3 separate regions of the Rattus norvegicus genome follow, and regions 1 and 2 are each linked to region 3. The links are chromatin contacts, called in public Hi-C maps. All regions are on one chromosome and are shown on one strand. Each heading gives the region's core, a stretch centred on a gene start, on an enhancer-like site or on the middle of the called end of the contact. The rest is flanking DNA. Distances are from core to core; before and after follow the strand shown.

The links. A called contact is a pair of places that touch in the nucleus more often than the background predicts.
Region 1: a Hi-C map of psoas muscle shows a contact between it and region 3, with 2.8 times the contacts expected there. The contact joins two enhancer-like sites. A contact is called at or near these places in 3 of 12 Hi-C or Micro-C datasets (Schwann cells, mammary epithelial cells and psoas muscle).
Region 2: a contact with region 3 is called in a Hi-C map of psoas muscle, with 5 times the contacts expected there. The contact joins two enhancer-like sites. A contact is called at or near these places in 4 of 12 Hi-C or Micro-C datasets (the A7r5 cell line, the Rat2 cell line, frontal cortex and 1 more).

What each region holds. Positions count from the first base shown.
Region 1 is chr5:115,236,492-115,239,219 of GRCr8, forward strand. No RefSeq gene overlaps it. Among named protein-coding and RNA genes, the nearest start is that of Jun, 220 kb to the left of the region's middle. Within about 2 kb of position 1,295, at least 9 of the 93 cell types and tissues checked have an H3K27ac peak or open chromatin away from gene starts, as enhancers often do.
Region 2 is chr5:115,114,627-115,117,716 of GRCr8, forward strand. No RefSeq gene overlaps it. Among named protein-coding and RNA genes, the nearest start is that of Jun, 100 kb to the left of the region's middle. Within about 2 kb of position 1,360, at least 88 of the 93 cell types and tissues checked have an H3K27ac peak or open chromatin away from gene starts, as enhancers often do.
Region 3 is chr5:115,837,545-115,840,437 of GRCr8, forward strand. The region is part of intron 14 of Fggy (FGGY carbohydrate kinase domain containing); the gene reads left to right. Among named protein-coding and RNA genes, the nearest start is that of Hook1, 100 kb to the right of the region's middle. Within about 2 kb of position 1,532, at least 8 of the 93 cell types and tissues checked have an H3K27ac peak or open chromatin away from gene starts, as enhancers often do.

The sequences.
Region 1 (2,728 bases), core at 45-2,544, 600 kb before region 3:
GACCAGAGAGCCCAAAAGAAACCTGATGCTATAGAGCATGTGATACAAAATCCCCATTCTCAAAGAGTTGTTACCTTATACAGGTCTGAATTGCAATCGGGGACCCTGATACCATTCTGTTCTGACAGTCACATAAGCCTGTACAGATCTGCCACTGGGCAATGTCTCATCTGTGCAAAGAAGGGGGGCAGGCTAGCTGTGACGTAAGGGCTGTGCTGTCTTAGATCTATGAAATTAGGTAAGAAGTGGGCTAGGGCTTTGAGAAGGATTCCATGTCAGGAGCTTTGCTTTCCCAGTTAGAACAGGAAACTGTGCTGTGATTGATTTCTCAATGCTCGTGGTGCAAGTGTCTGAGCTGTATGCTGATGGTACAAGCTATTCTCAGAGCTTCCTGGCCCAGGCAAGACAGGGTTTCCACTCTCAGTGTGGCCAGAGTCACATGGAAATATAGAGGACAGAAATTCAGGTCCTGAGAGTATCCACATGGGAAAGAATCTAAATTCTTTATGGTGTTTTCAGGAAAATAAGACCCTAACCTATTTCATGTTTATATTTCCCCTTTCTGGTGGTTTCTAAGCTCCCAGCACAGATTGTATACATCTGAATTCCACCAATGAGAGCAGTCAGTGTGTAACTCCAAACCTCACATCCAAATATCCAGCTACCCGGCATTTTTATGTGCCACATACCAGCATATACCTAGAAATTCTGTATGTCCCCCCACACTCACATTCCCAACTACATACTCAAGTCATTTTATTTTTCCTAAATACTCTGCATTTGTCAATCCACAGTATGGTAGGGAGAATGACACGTCTCCAGAGATATCCCAGTCCTAATCCTTGGAACTGTCAGCAAAAGGGAATTAAGGTGATACCTAGAGTTAACATTATTGTTACTGATCTGACTTATCTAGGTGTGGCAGTATAATCAAAGTCTTTTAAAAATGTAAGACACAAATTCAGCACCAGAGTGACATGATCTAGCAACTGCTACCAGCCTTGGATGGCTTTGCAAATGAAGGAAGAGGCTGTTGGTTATAGGCTATGGGTAGCTTATAGGAAAGTCAAGCAAATAATTTTTCCCAAGAGACTCCCACACACCTTAATTTTAGCCCAGTGAACTACTGTTAAACATATACCTACATAACCACAAGTCAGTAAATTTGTGTCACTTTAAACCTTGGTGTAATGGTAATTCGTTATTGCAGCATGGGAATCTGTACCCACACAGGCAGACAGATGTTTGTCTTCTGGAGCCTATGATATAACAGGCAGACACACATCCAGGGTGCCAGGGCACAGAATACGAAAGTGGCTGTCACATAAGCCCAGGATATCATGCCAACACACTGGAAAACCCCAGTCTACATGTAGATGTGGAGACAGTTTCCTCACAGAACTTCACAGGCCCGGGGCCAGCTCTCACAGAGTCTGCATATGCCAGATACCCAAAGGAATACCTGTTAGAGGGAGGGAGAGAAGAAAGAATGGAATGCTGAAAGAAAGGCCCTCATCAAGACTGCCTGTTAGATAAGCAGGGGTTGAGATGGGTAAATAGAAAATGGGGTAGAGTGTTCCAGGCCGAAGCAGCAGCTGAGGCAAGGACCTGAGGGCTATTTCGAGAACTAAACAAAGTTGACTTTGGCTGGGACACAGTGCCCCATGGGGGGCATAGGGAAAGAGGCCCAGATCATGAGGGCCTTGTCGGCTATAATTAGACATTTGGCCTCTATTCTATGTGCCATTGGCTTCCCAACCCCCTCCTCCCTCCCTTGTTTCTTTCTCTCTTCTCCTGGGTTATACTTTAACACCTTTTAAGTGGAAGGTGTTTGCCTGACCTTGTTGATAATACATGGCTCCTGCCCCAGCCCACACCTCAGTCACTTCCCTGTTTCACCCAGGTAAGATCTAAATCAGCAGTTATCATTTGGGGTAAACAATAAACACTGCATTTGTAATTACAAGCATCTGGTAGTTTATACTCTCCCTAATAGTGTTTTCTATCTGCGATCCTGCAAGTGTTTTTGAAGTGGCCCGTATATACTAAGTACCATGTCACTTAGCATTAACAGTCATGCCTAGTTGTACAATTGTTATCAATTCAGTCATAACTATTGTGTTGATAAACTTCCATGACAGTCCAGGCTACCCCCAGGCCTTTGTACTCCCCTGTGCCCAGACAGATGCCCTGCAGGGGTAACAGTAATGAGCAACACTTCCCTCTCAACTGCCAGAGGAGCTCAGCCTACAGGAAGCAGCAGGAGGAGATGCAGGAATGTAGAGCAAAGGAGCATGGGAAGGCAAGCAGCAGGAGGAGATGCAGGAATGTAGAGCAAAGGAGCATGGGAAGGCAAGCAGCAGGAGGAGATGCAGGAATGTAGAGCAAAGGAGCATGGGAAGGCAAGCAGCAGGAGGAGATGCAGGAATGTAGAGCAAAGGAGCATGGGAAGTGATCCTTTAGCTTCCCCTTTGCAGGCTTACAGGGCACCTTGCCTGCTCTAACAGAGCAACCTCTGATCAGTTGACCCTTCCTTACAAATACTATCTTTAGTTTATGGAGCTGGTCCCCCTTTTCCCCTGTGAAGACATAGATATGTAGTGGATTTCTGTTGGCAGCAAGCTGCAGGGTTCCCTTTATACCTAAGCATGCGGTCTTTTCATTAAAATGTCTTCCGGTAACTTAGTGTGAATGCTCTGCCTTCTGTTTTCGGTTGTAATCATACTGT
Region 2 (3,090 bases), core at 110-2,609, 720 kb before region 3:
CCTGCTTTAAGCACTGTCTCTAATGCCTAGAATTCTGTGAACTAGGCATTACCCGGAACACTTTACGGAACAGGAATGTAGGGACACAGAGGTCAAGTACTTGGCCCATGGTTAGAGGACTGCTGAGAAAGGCCTTGAAGTCAACTCTTGTCACCTGGCTTCAAAGCCCATCCTCTTAGCCACTCACCAAGGACTGAATTGAAGACATCTGTTAGGAGTTTCTTATGAGGAGGGACACATAAACAGGAGTCAAGCCACAGGGTCTCTCTGTAGGCTTTCATGATGCGGCAGGAACTTGGACTTGCTGGATCCATCAAAGAATTAATACTGTGGTGTGTGTGTGTGTGTGTGTGTGTGTGCACTCATATATAGAGCCAAGATTTTCTCTCTCTCCTTAAGAGGCCACAGTGGAGAAAGGCAGGCCACCTTTATATACTTTAGACTGAAAACATCTGTCCACTGTAGAAACATCGTATCTTTTGTTAGTTGGATGTCAATATCTAAGTTGTTCGCTTTCTGTGTCCAACAGTCTGGGTACTCCATGAGGACATACATAGCTTTTGTCCATCCTCCCAACCCCCACCCCCACCCCCACCCCCACCCCCACCCCCACCCCCACCCCGGAGCATCCAGCACAGCACCAGGCCACAACTGGTACTTAGACATTCCCAGTGAATATTTACTGAAAACGTGTTGAGTGACTTCTGGGTTTTGATTAATTATTTAGGAAGCGAATTGTGGGTTTATTTACTTTGGTAAGTAGCTCGAATCGTGAAGTAAGAGGACATGGCTGAAGGAACTCTGAAGGTGAAAGGGACCTTTGTCTTAAATCGGTGGTTTACAAAGTACTTTCCTAAATTTGCCTTCTGGATTGTAATCCAGCTACTGCTTTCTGAGGTCATCTCATCAGTTGGGAGACAGCAAATTTGTGTCCCTATCCATTCTCAGCCTTTACCCTCTCACATCTCCTGATCTCCTTCAGTCTGTACCTAAACATTCTGAAGGAAGAAAATTCATAAACTCACAGGGCACACTGTTCCCCTATCGGATGGGCAAGGACAGTAACACTGTCACCATGTTCTGAGCTCTTCTCGGGTCCTAGGCTCGATCCACGTCACCAAATATAAAGACCAGACATTAGTTTCTTCCTGCTCTTCCAGCGCTAAGACCCACGTCCTACTCGCCTGCCCTCCACTGCTAGCCCTCACGGCCGCCACCGCCAGCCCCGCCCGCGCTTCCGCACCCCAGCCTCCCGCACCAGACGCCGGCCGCTCCTGCGCTCCCACGCCCGCGCACTGCGCTCTCCGGGCCCCGCGCTCCCACACCCGGCGCTGAGGAGGCGGGCGCCCTGGGCGAGGGCAGGGCGGCCACGTCAGCGGCGCCGGCTCGCTCCGCCCGCCGCGGGCCTCCCCATAGAAGGTAAAGCCTGGGCAGCGCCCGCGGGCGTCCTCAGGCTGGCAGCCCCGGCTGCCGGTTTCAGTTTCTGAAGAGCTAGGCCTTGAGCAAACACTGGCTGGCAGGAGGAGGGTGCTGGACGCCTTCCCAACAGATAATGTGATTCCCTGCCGCTGGGAGCCACCCACGGTGGGAAGGGGCAGCGCAGGGACCTGGCTCCTCCGCAGAACAGCAGTAGTCCTGGGGTGGGGGTAGGGGGTGGCGGGGAGGAAAGGGCTGGGGGCATCTGCGCTCGGACCCCCTCTTCTTCATCTGTAAGGTTGCTTCTTCCTCGGTGGACACTTAAAATGTTTGCTTTCTTTCTGAAAAAGAAATGAGAGAGAAAGCCAAAACCAACATGAACTCCAAAGGCAGGGCATTTCCCACTTTGGCCTTTTGGTGGATGCACAATTTTTTTTTTTTTTTTTTTTCTGAAAGGCCAGACCTATCCCAGCGGGTGACCTGCGCACATTTCCTAACTTCCCGGTCTCATTATCCTCACCCATAAAATGGGAGTAATGATACCTATCTTTTAGATACGTGCTGAGGGTTAGATTAGATAATAGATTATACATATTAAGCACTTAGTGCCTTCAATCAGCAGCAATTAACATTATTATTAATTATATTGTTATGGCGTATGACTAATCATGAGATAGATTCTTAGTGCTCCTGGGAGCATAAGTAAAAATATGCTCATTTAAAAACTTTTATTGAGGGAAGTAGTTTTATGAGGTGAATAACGAATAGCACCGAGTCAGGACATATTCCTGCATCTCATTTAGTATTTAGAGAAACTTGTAAAGCAGGCATTATGCACTCTGTACCGGTGAGGACCCTGCAGCTTCCAGAAGTAACTGGCTCACCTCATACCTTGGGTCAACATCTCATTTCTCTCTCTTTGAGGCTTGGTCTTGTATAGCCTAGACTAGTTTCTAACTCCCCAAGTAGCTTGAACTCCTAAAAAAAAACAGTCTCTCTCTCTCTCTCTCTCTCTCTCTCTCTCTCTCTCTCTCTCTCTGTGTGTGTGTGTCACACACACACGCGCATAAATGAGCAAGCATGGTCTACATGTGTGTGGGTGCCTAAGGAGTTCTAAAGATATGAACTGGAATTAAAGGCTGTTATGTGTAGCCTTGTGCTAGTTGCTGGGAGGAGAACACAAGTCCTCTGGGAGATCAGCAAGAACTCGAATCTGCTGAGTCATCCCTCCAACTCCCAGACCTGAACTCATGATCCTCCTGCCTCTTTATCCTAAGTGTTACATACCCAGATCTCTCTCTCCTCAGCTGACCACATCCCACCCCAGCAGCCTCACACCTGTCTGCCTCAGACCTCCTTTCCTTTTCGTAGTCTCTCTTCCTTCCCTTGCTCCATGCTCATCAACCTGGAGAAAACCGAGTCAAGTCTGGATGCCAGAAGAAGGCCACTGTCTGCTCCGGGAGACTTTCTGATCCATCCCCATGACCTCCACCCTTCTACTGCCTGAAGCCCAGGCTGTACATCTCTGTCTGTATTGTGCCTCCCCTAAGTAGCCCTCCACAGCTGAGCCTGTGCCTTCCTCAGCCTTAGGATCACAACCACCCAGGTTTAGATCCGAGCTTTACTTATTGGAAGACTGGGATTCCTGATTTTACCTCTCTGCCCTTTATCTCC
Region 3 (2,893 bases), core at 282-2,781:
TCACTCAGATCCATTTGGCATTTAAGGGTGATTATAGTAAGTGACTGAATATGCCACTGGAATAAAAGTCCCAGTCAGAAACTGTCTACAAAGAAGGTACTCAATAAAATAAAGTCCTTACATCTTTATATTCAAAGCCTTCGGCTACCAGGCAGGCTGTGTAAACATGGGGAGAGCCTGACTGGAGAAAAGTACTAGAGAAGTATTCCTGAGAGACATTACAGCTGCAGCCATTGCCTGGTGGGAGGCTCGAGGAACATGTATGGGATCTGGCAGTTTGTCTCTGACTAGACTAAGGGGATTGGTTTGATGGAACGTCACATAGTGAAGGCAGAACTGGGAAGCATTTCAGGTCATGTGGTGTCTGCTCATGGCATCCAGGGCACATGCCACCACTTGTAGGAGATGACATCTTCCCTGGTACCAATTTTTTAAAATGAACATTTCTTTGCACACTAACTCAGAAATCAGTTTCTTCTTGGGCGTTTTATAAAACCAGAATTTATTTTATCTCTCCTGGCTGATAATGGAAACTTGGGTTCAAGACTGTGGATTTCCCAGGGCCGTCATGGGGCCTCCAGTTTGGTGGATGAATCGTGTGCAACTTTGGCTGGTCGCTTCCTTTCTAGCAGAGCAGCGTTACTGGCTGAGAAGGGTAGGCTAAGTACTAAATCTCTTTACCCGTCTGGCGTGAGCGGAGTGCTAACGTGAAGTCCCACATCAATCAAGAAGGGGAGCAGATGCTGAAGTGTATCAAGTATCAGTAAACAAGCCCACAGGAAGGCCGCTGAACTTGGCATCCTTCAATTGAAAACACACAACCTTCATGTCAGATTGCTGTGAAGTTTTATAAACTGCAGTAAGCGATATGTTTTTTCCCCCTAGCTGGACAGCTGCTACTGTTCCATGAAACACTTTTATTTGGAGATGATATGTTATATGTGCTAAGTGTTTCCAATCTGTAATTTTAAAGAATACATTTAGTGCTCAGAGTATTAGTGGTTGCCAGCCCGGAATTACAGCTTATCAAGTATCTTCCCGGGAATTATGAGGAACTTTTTATTTTCCTCGTCTGGTACCTCCTCCTTTTTACTTTACACAGTATAATTCACATAAGAAATAGCATCGTAAATAAGAGCACAGATTCTGATACCACACAAAGCTAAACTCAAGTCCCAAGTTCAGATTTCATCACTATGTATTGGACAAACCCCTTCGCCTCTCTAAACCCGTTTCCTCTCTTTGAAAACTCAGATCCTGGAGTATATACCTCATGTGGTTGTCGAAGAAATTAATTGAGACGAAACGTTCAAAATCTTTGGCCCAGTCACTGGCATGAGTCATCCCTTAATGTAGAGGACAAATTGATGTAGCCTATAGTTGATAAGGATTAGCTGACTATACAGTCAGGGTTAGCACTTTACATGTATGTATGATAGGTTCTGTTTGTGATGCCTGGGATCAAACCTAGAGCCTTGTGCCAGGGAAATGCTGCGTCACCAAGTTACTCCTGTAGCCTGGTCCTGGGCAGTCTTCACTCAGCCGCACTTACCCAGCACTGCTCTGCTCACTCCGAATTACATTGCCCCTGGCCTGGCTGATGAGAGAAAAGCAAATTACTTACTCAAGTTCACACTTTGTACACAAGTTGGAATGTTTCTATCCCTAATCCCATGAAGAAATGGAATTTCTACTGAAGAAATCCGAGCATTCGAGCATGCCAAGTAGAAGTTAGGTTAAAAGGAAAAGAAAGAAATCACAACCGTGTTCCTACCACCAAGGATCTGACAGTGAGGGGAGATCTAAAAGCAATAACCAGAAACCACAGTGTACTGTTGCATGATTGGCAGGCCCGCCAGTCGTGGACACAAGTAGGAGCTCAATGCATGGCTTCCACAGTGAGTGGCCGTGGAGGGTAGACAGAAATGTTCATTTCAGACCAAGCGGCAGAGTAGTATGATTTGTAGAGGTGCCAGTGAGAGTGACGGAATACACTGTCAGATGAGTTTAGTCTGGGGAAGGATTCCAAGTCTGCAGTACTGGAGAGAACACTGGGTCTGTAAGGAGCACAGCCTGACTGGCCTTAGGGCTGGTAGAACAGCCTCCTGTTTAAGTAAGCAAACAAAGAGTGGTGAACTGATTATTCCCCTCCCCTACACTAACAAGGTGAGGCGTAAACTAACCCAGCCTATGAATGAAAGCAACAACAAAATCTGTTAAGCCTGTGAGAGCTCCTGCAGCAGAAAGGGAGTGCCTTATCTCAGAGTTCCGGGAAAACTGCTAGCAGTTTGTTTCTCTACAGCATATCTGTGGACAAGGTACTGTGGTGCACAACAGCACACGCTAACATTTCGGTCTGGAGAAGGAATCTTCTGCGGTGCCACTGAAGGAGAGAAGTGCACAGCCTACCTTAGCTCAGTGCTGAGCCCACCTCATGCCCTCTCTGCTTCCTTGTAGCCGCCTAGCACCTTGGTCTAGAGGAGCCTGGGTTTAGAACAGAGCTGAGGAGCTGCAGTTCTTTCCACTGTGGCCAGGCCACTTCCGCCTGCTGCCATTTGCTGGAGTGGGACCTTGACGAGCCAGTGAGATAACTGCAAGAGGAGACATGTGCGAGCAGTCCTGAACTGGACGTTTAGGCTTGGCTTCCCTCCTCAGAAACAACAGACACTTTTGATTCTAACCCGCTCTAGTAGGATGGGGAGATGGGACTCTGTTTTCCAGGGCATCCTAAAACGGATAGCAGAGTAGATGTATTCCGTATGTACAGGTGATAATTATGGTCTTCGTTACTGACTGACTTAATCTGCAGAGCCATCCCCTGAAGGCTCAGTGTTGATGGCACTTTGCCAAAAATGGTGACCTGCAAACACAGTTGTTTCTCTGAGTTACCGGC